Linked DNA regions of Mus musculus: region 1 is linked to region 2. The links are chromatin contacts, called in public promoter capture Hi-C maps. All regions are on one chromosome and are shown on one strand. Each heading gives the region's core, a stretch centred on a gene start, on an enhancer-like site or on the middle of the called end of the contact. The rest is flanking DNA. Distances are from core to core; before and after follow the strand shown.

Region 1 (6,668 bases), core at 3,305-5,804, 180 kb after region 2:
TCTACAGTCAGTGCTTATTTTTGTGAGAAGGAACCATAAAGGAATATACACAAAATAAAGTGGCGTTGGGAGCTGAGTTTTGCATTAATGGATGTTATTGAAGGTGGAAGAAAGTTTATGGCCATTAAGCAATGGAACAAGAAGGGCTAGGGAGGTAGCTCAGGGCTGGAGCTTAATCCCCAGAACCCACACAAAAGCCGGAGTGATGGCACTTACAATGCCAGCTCTGGGAGTGGAGAGAAGCTGACCCCTGTGGCTTAGAAGGTTTGCAAGTTCAAGGCCTGGTGAGAGACGATGTCTCTAAACCCAAGCTGGTAGGCTGCAAAAGTAACTCAGTGAGGGTGAGCCAAGTGTGGCCAGGCCTGACAGCCCAGGTTTGCTCCCCAGAGCTTCCGTGGTAGGAGAGAACCGATTATCTTCTGACGTCTACACACAGACGGTGGCACAAGTGTGCCCTGCCCTCCAGACTCATATCCACATGATAAATAACAAATGCCTTTTAACAAATTTAACAATGTTGTTAGAAGGCCTTATTACTCCTTTATTAAAAGAAAATGTTTATTAGGGGGTTTTTCAGGCATAATAAACATGAACTAATGAAACAATTTTTTTCACACACACACACACACACACACACACACACACACACACACACTTGCTCGAGATAAAGCATGAATATGAAATTTAGATTTACACAGATCTTTACAGGGTAGAATCATGGACCATAATGGAAACGCTTTAATTAAAAAAGATTCCATATCAGGTGCTGTAGTGAGATGGAGAAAATTGATAAAAGAACTGAGAGATTTTAATTACGTCAGTGCTAATATATATAATAATTACCCTGCCAAGAACTGGAGAGCAAGTGATGCTTGTAGATGCAGGAAAGTCTTAGTACTGATCTCACTTGAGCCTCTTCCTGGGTCTCACGTGGGACTTGGAGAGTGAAGGAGAACTGAACTTAATGCCATGTGTTGAGCAGTGTGAGGACAAACTGTCAGAGGTTTGTACTTATAGGGCTGCCATGTGATTAGTTTTGGACTAAAAGGAAGACATTTCTACTCATAGCTGGAACATTCCAAGCTGGAATGGGCTGAGCTGTGAGCTTGAGAGATAGATCTTCTAGGGACATCATTCATGTCGAGTTGAGCTTTACGGACTAGTCCTTTAAATTTAAAACAACAACAAACCAGGCCAAAACCAAACTAAAACAACAAAACCCTTTTGCTTCCTTAGATAAGGCCATAGTCAATGGCATCAGGCAGTCATGGCCTTAAGACTTTGGTAATAAGTACCTTGTGTTTACAGCGTACTTAAAAACTTTCAGATGCTTCCATGACTCTGACTACATGTGAGCTTCACAGGAATTTTATGAGCTGGGCAAGATTATTATTTTATAATTAATAGGCAGTTGTAGCTTAATGAGTGGATTCCAACTGTCTGTGTTCAGATCTTGCTATGTCACCTGCTGTGTGAGACATGGAAACTTGAGAGTGTGTTCTTTCCCTCATGTGTAACTTAATAATAATTGTGACTACAGTAGAGGGTTAGTTAATATGAGATAGAATGCTTGGAAATACGCATAGAGTGTTATAGCGTGCTTCAAACACTACCTGGTGCACACTGGGCAGTAACGGTTCATTCACCTGACATCTGTTCTTAAGCTGTGCCTTTCCCAGGCTGAGATCAGTTTGCAGCAGGGAAGTTACTGAGAGTTTTGTTGAACTGGACAAAAGCTAAATAAAAAATGGAGTAAAAAAAATTGGAGATTAATTTTCTGAAATAGAAATGGTTTGGTAAATGAACCAGTCAGACTGTTTAGACTTCAGAAGAGCTGAAGTTAGCAAATGTTTACTGATATTTATGCATTCCATACATAATTCCACAGGAAAGCCCTTTCTACAGCATGTTGTAATAGAAGATAACCACATTTTCCAAAAGATTTGTAGTGCTTGATAGCATTTAAAGGAAATAACTTCACTTTCTGTTGGCATTCCTGTGTACTTGCCATGTGCAGACGTTGTGCGCTTCTGATTTCAGGAGAAAGTGGGCCAGACTTCAGGCATGGCCTGTGAGAAACATCAGTGACTGATGTTCGTAATGTTGAAATGGCAAAGAGTGTTCACACTGAAGTTTTGTTCCAATTTTAAATAAGCTCCTTTTCAATTAAGTTTTGCCCCACATGATTGTATTGTGTGTTTTGAAAGCAGCCCTTGCCCTTTATTGCTGATAAAACCTTATGGTAGGTAAGCCATCCCTTAGGGGAAGGGCACATTTGTTGGTTTCTAAGCATCCTGAGCACAGGCACCTTGCCTTCCATACAAGGGAGTCTGTGAAATTTTCAACCTTGGATTGTTACTTATAAACTGAAGGGCACCACTAGATTGACGATTAAAACAGTCCCTTAGAGGCTAGGGAGATGGCTCAGTTGGTATAATGCTTGCTGTGCAAGCATGAGGACTTGTCTTCAGATCTCCAACACCCACAATCCCAGCAAATCAGGAAGCAGACAGCAAGACACTAATCTATCTAGTCAAATTGGAGAACTCCAGTGAGAGACCCTGTCTCAAAAAAATAAAGGGACAAGTGACTGAGGAAGACACCGGATGTTGGTTTCTGGCCTCCACAGGCAGTGCATACGTGCTTACATGCATGCACACAATCAAATACACACACACATACACACAGAGTTAGTTATAATAGTTGTAATTATCCACTATTAACAAGGGTAGCAATATTTGTTTGTAAGCAAGTTTATTAAAGGCTTTTGTATATATTCCTTGCCAACCTTGAAAAGCAGTGTTTTGTTTTTTTTTGTTTTTTGTTTTTTTGTTTTCTTTTCATGGCAAAACTTTGGTTGATTGGCAAGATCAGTACCATGTATAAAGTAGTTTAAAGGAGAAATCTTTCCCAACGCTCTAACGGCACTTACTAAAACATAGTAAGTGAAATTTCCAAAGACATCTACTTCAGAACAACGCTGATTTGTTTAGGTTACATAAATTGACCAGGAGCTTTATAATATAATCAGTTACTTGGCTTATATACTTTGGTTTGAAATATTGGATCCAGCCCTTGATAGCATAGTTCATTGTCCTGTCAGCATTTGTGTGACCTTTATATCTTCCATTTTGTTCACTGAGGTAATTGAGTATGTTTCTCTGGGCCTTTTCTTCTGTTCACATATCGAGGAGATGTGAGACTTACTCTCACTTTTAACCCCTGTTCATTACATCCCTATTCCTTCCTGAATGGCCTGGTAGAGCAGGGACTATTGCTTGGTTTTCTTTTGATCTCAGAAGAGAAGTCATAGCCACAGCCTTGGCCATCACGTTTCTCTTCATTCACATCATTGCAAGCCAGCACTGAGGTGGCCATCAGTGAAGCAAAGGACTCTGCATTTCCATGGTCACTGACTCTCTCGTTCAGGTGATGAACTCCTGCCATTATTGTAAGGCTTTGTCACACGTTGCTTTGTAGGTGAGCGACTTTGCTGTTAGCTTATCAAGGGGCAGCATTTATCGTCTCAGTTCCTCAGGAGGTTGTGATCTTTTGCAGGGCCTGTGTTTTTAATCCATCTTTGTATTTGTGGTCGTTAGAGACAGCAATAAATGGTGCTCATAATACTTGAACTGCTAAATGATGTTTTAGAAACTTTAACCACTCATTTCCCAAGTGTGGGCTCCTCTTTTGTATTCTTTACTGGTTTTTCGTTCTTGTGTAGCAGGCTGCTAGTGACTGTTTGTGGAATTTTTAGGTATTCATAAAGATAGGAAAGGATTATTTTGATTACTGTAGTTGACTTCCTTCTTTCCTTCCTTCCTTCCTTCCTTCCTTCCTTCTTTTCAAGTCGTTTTATAGCTTTCTGGATAAAGCCTCATAAAAATTTTGAGAAAGTTTATTTTTTATTTAGCATACTTGTTAAAAAGCTTAAAATGTGTTTGTAAAAAAAAAATTTTTTTTGTTTTTTTTTGAGACAAGGTTTTTCTGTGTAGCCCTGGCTATCCTGGAACTCACTCTATAGACCAGGCTGGCCTCAGACTCAGAAATCTGCCTGCCTCTGCCTCCCAAGTGCTGGGATAAAAAATTTTAAAAATATAAATTAGAATGTCAACGTGATATTTTTATACTTTATTTTTAGGTGTTTAGTATACATGTGTGGTATAGGCTTGTGTGCATATACATATAGGACCAGATGCTAATGTTCATGTCAGGTATCCTCCATCATTCTCTACTATTGCTGTTTGTTTCTCCTTTTTTTTTTTTTTTTTTTTTTTTTCCTTTTTCTTGAGACAGTGAGCCAAGTGTCCCACTGAACTTGGGGATTGCTGATTTGGCTAGAATGGCTGACCAATAAGCTCCAGTGCTTCTCCTGGCTTCGCCCGGCCCAGAGAAGAGTCTGTTGTTCCCAACGTCTACATGTATAGCAAGCCAAGCACTTTATGCCCGAGCCTAAACTCTTTGTATTTCTAAAGCCGTGCTTTGTAACCGATGGCTGGAGGCGTTCAGGCTTTACAGTGCCGCGGGGCTAGGGTCAGGGATAGGGTTGCGCTTGCGTTTTTGCTTTGCTCAGGAGACTGTTATGCGCATGCGTTAGCAGCTCCGTGTATCCTCAGAGTCTGCACTGTTTGTGCTGTCATTTTGTTATGTTGATGACTTATTGTAGGTGCTGGAGAAATTTGATTTCATATAAAAAATTTGAAGCAAAATTCTGGGGAGATCCATGATTTATGACTTGTATAGATCGACTCTAGAGAGCTCATGCTATATTGCCTTAGTAAATCAAATTACTCAGAGGGGCTGGGGAGACAGCTCGGAGCGTTCATTCTTTCTGTGGACTTGGGTTTGGTTCACAGCATGCACACAGCAGTGTGTAACTGTCTCTAACTTGAGTTTTCAGGGGATCTCTTGATGTTCTCAGGCATGCAGAGCATGTAGCATGGACATACATGTAGGTAAGACATTCATATACATGAAATAAATGTTTCTTTTTTTTTTTAATTACTGAGGCTAATGCATTTTTTTTGTTTTGTTTAGTTTTTGTTGGTAATCCTCACCCCCATCCCCACCCCCACTGCCATCTCCACAGCTTTCTGTCCTGTGATAGTCAAGAAAAACAAAGCTACATTGGCAGGGACTAGCATAGCTAGGCAGTGAGGCTGACTTGCTAGGTCAGTGATTGGGTTTTCTAGTCACAGTGTCTCAGGAAAATACCCATTGATACATACTACCTCTAGGAGTTGCTGCACAGCTGGAATTGATAAATATAAAATCTTCAGATATCAAGGATGTGATGAGCACCAGAGACCTCATCTCTGTACTGTCAGCAGAAGGAAGGGAAGTGACAGAATTGAGGAAAAACCAACAAGTAGAGAATGAGGGAAAGCTGTTCAACTGAGGAGTGAGTTTAAGGCCAGAGAAAATGTCACACAGAGCTGAGGGGTCCTCAGACCTCCTACCCCCACAGCTGGAGCCATTTCTCTTGCCCATTCTTTCCAGGCATCGTCCTCAGGAGTCCAGGGCTTTGTCCTTCCCTACAGGCGCGGCTCTGCCTCCTCTGGCTGCCGTGGGCAGGTTTCCTCACTCATGGCCCACATACAAGGGTTACAACTAGATAAATTGTAGCTATTTTAAAAGTTATTTTTCAAAATTTGTCTCAGGATTAAAGTACTGGCAACTTTATTCCCATCCTGCTGGTGCCCAACAAAAATTCCTCTGTCTCAATGTGATAAGTGGGTGCATGCATGTAAATAAATGTGGTTTAAAAAAGTCTTAAGATGGACAGTGGTGGCACATGCCTTTAATCCCAGAACTTGGGAGGCAGAGGCAGGGCGGATTTCTGAGTTTGAGGCCAGCCTGGTCTACCGAGTGAGTTCCAGGATAGCCAGAGCTATACAGAGAAACCCTGTCTCGAAAAAATAAAATAAAATAAAGTAAAATAAAAAAATAAAAAGTCTTAAAATGCCCAAATAAGGACTTGTTACATTGAAGATATAGTGTCATGTACACTGTACAACAGTTCAGGCTTCTTACAGGAAGTTGTGAACTACTCATGTGTAAGTTAAGAGTTTGTCCAGGCCAACTCTAGTTTTACTTATGTGTTTGTGTAAGGGGATACATATGTATGAGAGTGTGCATGTTCATACCTGTGCATGTGGAAGCTATAGGTTAGCCTTGAGAGTATATATTTCAGGAGCCATCCACCTTGTTTTTTGAGACAGCCTCACTGGAACTTAGGACCTAGGGTCTGCCGTTCTAGCGCTGGCGTGAGCTGGGGTGACTACAAGCACACGCCCGGTGCAGCTGCTTTTTTTATGTGGGTTTCATGCTTGGAGGACAATCACTTTACCAACTGAGCCACAACTCTGCTCCTGCTCTACTTTTAATTTATTCATACTGATATTCAAAGTGATACCAAAGTTGGGTTTAAGCGGATGCTGTCTGAAGCAGCTGTGCCTTCACTGAGGCAGGGACAGTCAGCTCACGCCCTGCCCTCAAGCTTTGTGGAGGATACTGAGTTTGCTTTACGAAACTGTCTTTGTTGGGAAATACTGAAGTCTTTGTATAATATTCACATACCATAATTTGCCAGTGGTAGATATGTTAAAAATACTGCCTTTAAAGTTTGATCTTTAGAATTAAGTTTTTGCTCCAAAGAGTGTATGTGC
Region 2 (7,038 bases), core at 3,463-5,962:
AGACCAGATGCCAAAAAAATATGACTAGGTCTAAATATGAGTTTAGTCTGGGTTTATTACCAGAAGCTGAGCACAGTTCTGAACTGTGTCCTGAGGAAGCGACTCTCATTGGATGGGGTCTGCTCTGGGTCCTTGCCCTGTTCTGGGCAGCTTTTATCCTCTGGTTTAGTAGTGAGGGCAAGGCCCTTGCTTTGTGCCCATCAGAGTGGACATACAAAGAGAATATTCTCTCTTTTCTTTTCTTAGCTTGCGGTGGGTTAGAAATGAAATGACCCAGCTCTATAAATATTTAATTTATTCAAATCACATAAGATTATTCCAAACTACAGGTGTGATGATTTCCTGGTAGAATCAAGAAATTTTTCAGTGGGGAGATGGTCTCATGGAGATTTGAACTGTTCAACTTGCCATGAACAACCAGAACGGACTGTGCCTGAAGGACACTGCAGAAGCATGGGGGCGGCACCCTTCCTTCACGCTTCACTTGACTGTCCTCTGTATGGGCAGCACCTCACTTCAGGCTCCGTTGGGTACTGGGGTTTCTGTCACAGCCTGCACACCCCAGTGCATATTAACCTGCCCACTGACCTAGCAAGTCGTTCCCTCCCCTGTATTCATTTCCCACAGAACCATGGCATTCAATACAGATCACACACTGAGAAACCAACATCCAAGTTAGAAAGGCTGGCAATGTTCTCTTACAATCAAGAGGTGGCAGTATATGGTTGGGTTGAGAGGAGGAGATGGGAGGGCTGGGGGTCAGCTAGGGCTGACCATTAACTCAGCACTCCTCATGCGGGCTCAGTGTGACCAGATGGGCTTTCTCTTCTGGATGAAGGCTTCAATTCCTTCCTGCCCATCCTGCAAGGCCAGGTTGTCTACCATGGCCTGGGAGGCGAGGAAGTAGGCGGTTCTAAGGTCTTGTGGCAGCTGTTTGTAAAAGGTGGCCTTGCCCAACGCCACCACAGAGCGGCTCAAAGAGGAAATCTTCTTTGCTATTCTCATGGTCTCTGCCTCCAGCTGTTCCTCTGGTACCACTTTGCTGATAAGGCCATGGCGCAAGGCCTCCTGGGCAGAAATGGGCTCCCCAGTAAAGAGCATCTCCAGGGCCACCTGAGGAAGGGACAGGTGGAGTCAGTCAAGCGTTCTTCATACCCAAGGCTTCCTCAGCCCCCAGCCGTACTGAGACAGTCACTCTCTAGACTTGCATGCCTCAGCTCAGGTATCTGCTTCCTCAAATGACACACCATCTGTCAAATGACACCCCTTGATGTTGTCAACACCCAACTCCTTGCCAGGGAGACAACCAGATCATTCTAAGACCCAAGAAAAGACAAGAATCCAAGAACAGGTGGGGTCTCCCCCTGGGTCCTCTTGGTGCTGCACAGATTTGATTAGTAGGCCCTGGTAGTCCTGGGGAGTCCATGTACCCCTTAAAGGCCACATGTAGAAAGGCAGCCCCTCTGACAGGGACCACCATGGATCCCTCTGGGAAAGGCTCAAAACCTCCTACGAATGGTACGGGGGGCCATTTTCCACAGGAACACAAGTCCATGGGTGCTACTTCCTCAGCAGGATCCCCAAAGAGTAGTTTCTATTCTAGGGACATGAAGAGACTTAAATGTCTTCAGGGCCCAGATGCAGAGCCTGGCGTGACCGTGATGCTCAAGTAGGCAGGATAAGGCAAGGAGGGGAACTGCTGCCCTCTCAGGCCCTTTCCCCGATGCTAAGCTTGCAGGAAGATGGGGTGCAAGTTCTCCCCTCCCCTGGATTCTACAGCTTGCCTGCCACAGGGTGAACCCCATTTAATGACCCTAAAACGTCAGCATCTACAGCTTCAAGCCTATGTGGACAAGAGGGGTGCACAGGGACAGAGAGCAAGGGTGCTTCCTCTCCATCTCTGCAGATCCTGGTGGCCATTCTCAGACACCAAGTGTGTTCTCACTCCAGGGTCCACGCACTCGTTTCCCCCTCTGCCTGGAATGTTTTTCCCTCAAGGCTTCCTGTTTGTCACCTTTTCAAGGAGGCCCTCCACTGCTGCCATCTTAAAATTCTCATTTTCGGTTACACGGTCACCCTTTATGCATTTCCCCATTCAGTATACTGTACAGTATACATGCTTATGTGTTGGTTGCATTTGCTAGCATGTAACTCCCACAAGGGAGGGGGTGTGGGTGCACGTCCTGTTCTTTATCCCCAGCACTAAGAGACTTCCTTGCACAATGCAGACAACCTTCCTTAAAGGAATGAATGAGCCTAGGAAGGCAAGCAGAGTGCAGCACAAAGCACCTTACAGCTGCCAACCCAGGATGAAAGGTGCAGTCTTTCCATCCGCCCTTCTCTTGGTACCACATGCTGGTGAGAGAAGCCTTTCCTGTCTGGCTCCCTTGAGAACCTTGTTCTGGGATCTCTGCTTTGCCTCTGGGCTGCAGTCAGGTTCAGATCGCTACATTCCCTACCTCATACAAAACAGCACAACAGACACCACAGTGACCCTGCACATGTCCCAGAAGTCTTAGCTGCTGAGGCAAAGAACCAAGAGAACAGAGAAAAAGCTGGTGGAAGGCAGGGGGCTGGCTGCTGATGCACTGGGATGGACACAAGGTGGGGAGAAGAGGACTCAGGGCCTCGTAGGGATTACAACACAAGGGTGGAAGAGGTTAGCCTAGAGCACTCTGGCATGTTGCTCTTCTCCACATGTTTGAGGATAAAATATTAGACCAGAAGAAGGATACATTTCCCCACTAAGCCTCTGTGTCTACAATCCTGGATTCTCTCCCTTCATCCCAGAAGACCAAGAAAGAATTCATGAGATCAATACCTCATGCTCAAGGATGACGTGTGCGGAACAAGATCAAAGGCCAGAAGACATTCTACCCCTGCCTTTGGGATCCTAAGCCATCCTGCCAAGCTCATCCCCTCTCTAGGCTTCAGTTTCCCTTTCTGCCTACTGGAGCCACATGTTTTTACAGCATGAGGTTAGAGGGTGACATTCAGTAAGGAAAAGGCAGGTTGTTTTCCCAGCTAATCAGCACAGTCATATCTTAGTATCTACGTTTTTACACTGTGAGTTTACAGGATCTTCAGATGAACTAGAAGAAAAGATACCTTCACCTCTATGCTAATGGCCCCATACTGCCATTCAGGGCGGCACCTCTTTGGTCACCCTAAGAAGTTGGTAAGTCAGTAGTTCTTTACTCTAGGGGGACATTCATTCAAAATGACAATTAAGATTTGAGGCTGTGACTTAACCTGGTTGTCAGACAATCTTCTAGAAAGGAGAGGTTTGGAGACAGACACCAGAGTCAAACCAACTGACCCTTCAGAGTCTGATCCGTCCTCTGGACAGACGAATGGGTACCTGCATTCTCCACGCCCTGGTGATTATTCCAGATAACAGATTAATCCGAGATAACGGAATTCTCGGTAGATGCCAGTGAGTGGAGTGACTAATATTAACATCCTCACTCCTACTGGATACTTCTGTGACTCTGACACTGGCTTCAAGGCTTCACAGCACCTGAGCGGATCAGCAAAGCAGAGGGGACCACACAGATGTGATGGCTGTGTGCTGCAGCATCCTGGGGCCTCTCTGCTTATCTTTTGGGTGGGCCCCATGCCTTGGTTTATCCAGACTGTAAGAACAAAAGGCCATAAACTGTGTGGCTGAGAAGCAGGAAGATCTCATGCTCTGGAGGTTGGGAAGCCCAGGTTCAAGGCATCAGCAGATTTAGTGTCCAGGGAGAAAGCTGACTCCAGGTTCAGAGACTGATGTATCACTGTGTCCTCACATGGGACCTGACACCCCTTTCCCACAGACTCTAGTCCCATCATGAGGTTCTACTCTTGACCCAACATCACATCCCAAGGCCCCACCTCCAACAGCTGTCACTTTGATGATTGCACTGCAACATATGAACTCAGGGAACAACACATTCAGGCTGTAGTAATGGTGTCTGTCTTCTTGAGACTGTGGACTGCAGCTTGAGGAGATGCAGGGAGAAAGAGGAATGAGTGGGGGAGGGTTGGATACGGTGCACACCCACCAGGTGTGCACAGGTTACACACACCAGATCACTGCCCTCATCTCGCCGGGAAACTAGGAAAAGTTGCTAGCATGCATGGGTGCTTTTAAGCTGCATTTTCTAAATTATGTTAGGCATGCAACTCACTGTTAAATAGTCGATATGAGTCATGTCCGAGTCTCTGTGGGAGTTGTGGTATGGGTGAGGATCGAACTCTGAGTTAGACTTGTGGGAGATAAGGGTGTGCAAACACACAGCCAGGTGGGTAGGTAAGCGGAAGCAAGGATTTTCCCCGTGGTGAAGGGACTGGTGTTGGAAGGAGACTCGAGTCCTTTCTAGCTTTCCTGGAATACTTACTGATATACTTATGGGACGCCTGATGTGCTGGCTCTTAGCTGTGCATGGCCAGCCCGGCCTCGGGAAGAGAACATCTGGAGGCAGGGCTTTTATATAGCACAATGAAGATGCATGGTTGAATTCAAGGGAACGACTTTAAAAATAAGATGAATAATCATGCCTTGACACAGTATGCTCAACTCCATGGCTTTTGCCCAGTAGAAGAACTGCAGTCTTTAACTTTCCAGCACAGCAGAACATTTTCCTAGAGTGCCCAGCAGAGGGAAGTAGAGTCCAACACATGTTGTCCTAACACCTAAGTAGGAAAGGACTGAGACGTCCATCCAGGCCAGTTTGCAAAAGCACCTGCCTGCTTCTCTGCGGATAAACACAGGGACCTATTATCACCAGCAGATGCAATGGTACGTTCACAGTGTGTGCTTGAGTTCACTCTTCTTCTGGGGGGCCAGAATATGAAGAGAAACTATAATTCTGAGTGTGTGTGTGTGTGCGCGCGCGCGCGCGCGCTCATAAGTGTGCATGCACATATTGGACTGGGTGCACGTGTGCACGTGTATTTAGAGGTCAGAAGTCAACCTTGGGTGGTGTTTGCCAGGAGCTGTCTACCTTGTTTTTTGAAAGGCATCTACAGGATGTCTTTCAGTGGGTAGAAGTTGCTGATTACTTAGACTGGCTGGTCCCAGAGCTTCGGGGATCCTCCCGTTTTGGCCTCCTCAGCTCTGAGATGACAAGTGTGCACCGCGAGGCCTGGCTTTGATGAGTGTGCTCTGCAGATGGAACTCAGGGCCTCCTGCTTGTGCAGCTGGAATTTGCTGATGGAGCTGCCTTCCCCACCCCCAGGACAGACTGTTGTCGTTTGAGAAGGCCTGCTTCCTGACAAAACGTTCTTTGGCAGGGAAAAAGCGATTCTGGTTCTCACGATGCCCTTGCCCCTTCATCTGTCACACTGTGCAGATTACGCAATGTGGTTCCGAGAACTGGGCTTCCATGGAATTCAAGGGATATTTTGGTTACATTTCTCCTCTTTCTTTTCAAAAACAATTGTAAAGTTTGACAGTCTGAAGTTTCTAGGAATTCTGATAAGCCTTAATTTAGAAGGCTTGCTATTTTTTACCCTGTCAATAGGACTTAAATGCCTTTACCATGGAACCTTCCAGCAAGTCATGTGTTGGAAAGAGGATGAACCAGTATAGCAACTTCTTGCTATGAAAGGCTTCATGGTTTCATCTGCAGTTACAAGACAGTCCTTGAGTATCACAGGAGATTTGTAATCTATTTTGACTTGAAGTCCAGGCAATGATATAAGAAATATTCACTAAACATGGCTGCACTTAAGGCAAATATCTATCTAAAATAATAAGCAAGCACCTCCCCTTTGAAAGATGCTTGAGCAAACCCTCACCTCTTGCAGCTTGTAGCCCACTTCCAGCCTGGTGTCCGCATACTGGTTTGTAGTAAACTGCAGTATCTTCATAGGTGCACCCGTTTCTGCCAAAACTAACCAGGAGGACCTGGGGAAGGGCAAAATTCTCCCAGGCACCCCTTGGCTCTACTGCTGTTTTCCCTTCAGGTCTCACTTCTTTCTTGCCTCAGGCCTGTGAGCCACTGTTAAGTTTGGCAGTTGTTTCAAGACCAGATAGCCTGTTCTCCTTGCTCGCTGCATATATAGGTTTGCGCCTTCGTTTCCAGATTTCCCACTGAGAACAGGATGTCTTCCTCCCAGAACAGACACTGTGGTTTTCCGCTTCATGGATGCCCACTGAACGCTATTCTGTGAGGTTTTGGACGGAAGACAGCTTTACAAGGGGAAACAGACTTGATTGTCATTAGTGATGACAAGACAGCTCCGACACACAGCTGCTCCTTGTGCAGAGTCCCACAGTATGGACAGGCTAGTTCTGGTCTAACCACTGTAAGCCCAGCACTGTAAATCAGACACTGTAACTCCTTTCTGGAATGAGAATGGTTGTCAAGAAATCACTAGCCAGAGATTCAGCCTCAGCCCCTTGTCACTGGCGCTGTGTCAGCGCGCTGTGCACTGTGTCTCCTGGGCAGCCATTTGGTGGAACAAAACTGTTTCAATTGCATTTTCAAATGAGATTACACAAAGGCCATGCTTTTCTGAAAAGGAAAAACCTAAACTGTCATATTGAGGGGCTTGTAAGATTGAGATATGGCGAGTTCACAGGTTGACACGTGCTGTTTGATGCTACAGAGGAACAGGCAGTGAGTGCTGCTCTCCCCAGCACAGAAGGACACTAGTGGTTTTGGGCAGAATGTCCAATATAGAAGATGGAAGATACTGTGGTAGGTGTGTGTGTGTGTATGTGTGTAAGCCAGAGGCTAATTTCTGGTATTGTTTCTCAGGTGCTATGTATCTTGTTTGTATGGGGGAGGGGGTTGGGGGAACAGGATCTCTCACTGGCCTAGATTCACTGAGTAGCCTTGCCTGGCCAACCAGCCAGCTCCAGGTATCCAGCTATATCTGCCTTCCCAGCATCAGGATTGCAGGAGTGCACCACTCCACCTGGCTTTTTATGTAGGTTCTGGGGATTGAACTCAGGTCTTCATGCTTGTTTGGCAAGCATCTCCCCACCCCCACAGAGGTACTTTTCCCAAGCTAAATCTGGAACCCATGAGCACGGAAGGGCAGTTC

The links. Promoter capture Hi-C pulls out the DNA fragments that hold promoters and counts their contacts.
Region 1: a promoter capture Hi-C map of pre-B cells shows a contact between it and region 2, with 3 times the contacts expected there. The contact joins the enhancer-like site here to the promoter of A230108P19Rik in region 2. A contact is called at or near these places in 14 of 39 promoter capture datasets (the C10 cell line, cranial neural crest, embryonic stem cells and 8 more), 3 of 484 Hi-C or Micro-C datasets (bone marrow-derived macrophages, cerebral cortex and pre-megakaryocyte-erythroid progenitors), 1 of 115 datasets of contacts at active chromatin or transcription factors (pancreatic cancer cells) and 1 of 9 other capture datasets (adipose tissue).

What each region holds. Positions count from the first base shown.
Region 1 is chr2:6,369,872-6,376,539 of GRCm38.p6, forward strand. All of the region lies in intron 2 of Usp6nl (USP6 N-terminal like), which reads left to right. Among named protein-coding and RNA genes, the nearest start is that of Usp6nl, 50 kb to the left of the region's middle. Within about 2 kb of position 4,555, at least 19 of the 459 cell types and tissues checked have an H3K27ac peak or open chromatin away from gene starts, as enhancers often do. A contact at or near this core is called in pre-B cells and stem cell-derived epiblast-like cells, where this site is marked.
Region 2 is chr2:6,188,539-6,195,576 of GRCm38.p6, forward strand. It overlaps A230108P19Rik (RIKEN cDNA A230108P19 gene), which reads left to right and starts at 4,713. Exons shown (of 7, transcript NR_040333.1): 1 at 4,713-4,783. It overlaps Echdc3 (enoyl Coenzyme A hydratase domain containing 3), which reads right to left. Exons shown (of 5, transcript NM_024208.4): 5 at 1-1,113. The coding sequence ends at 802.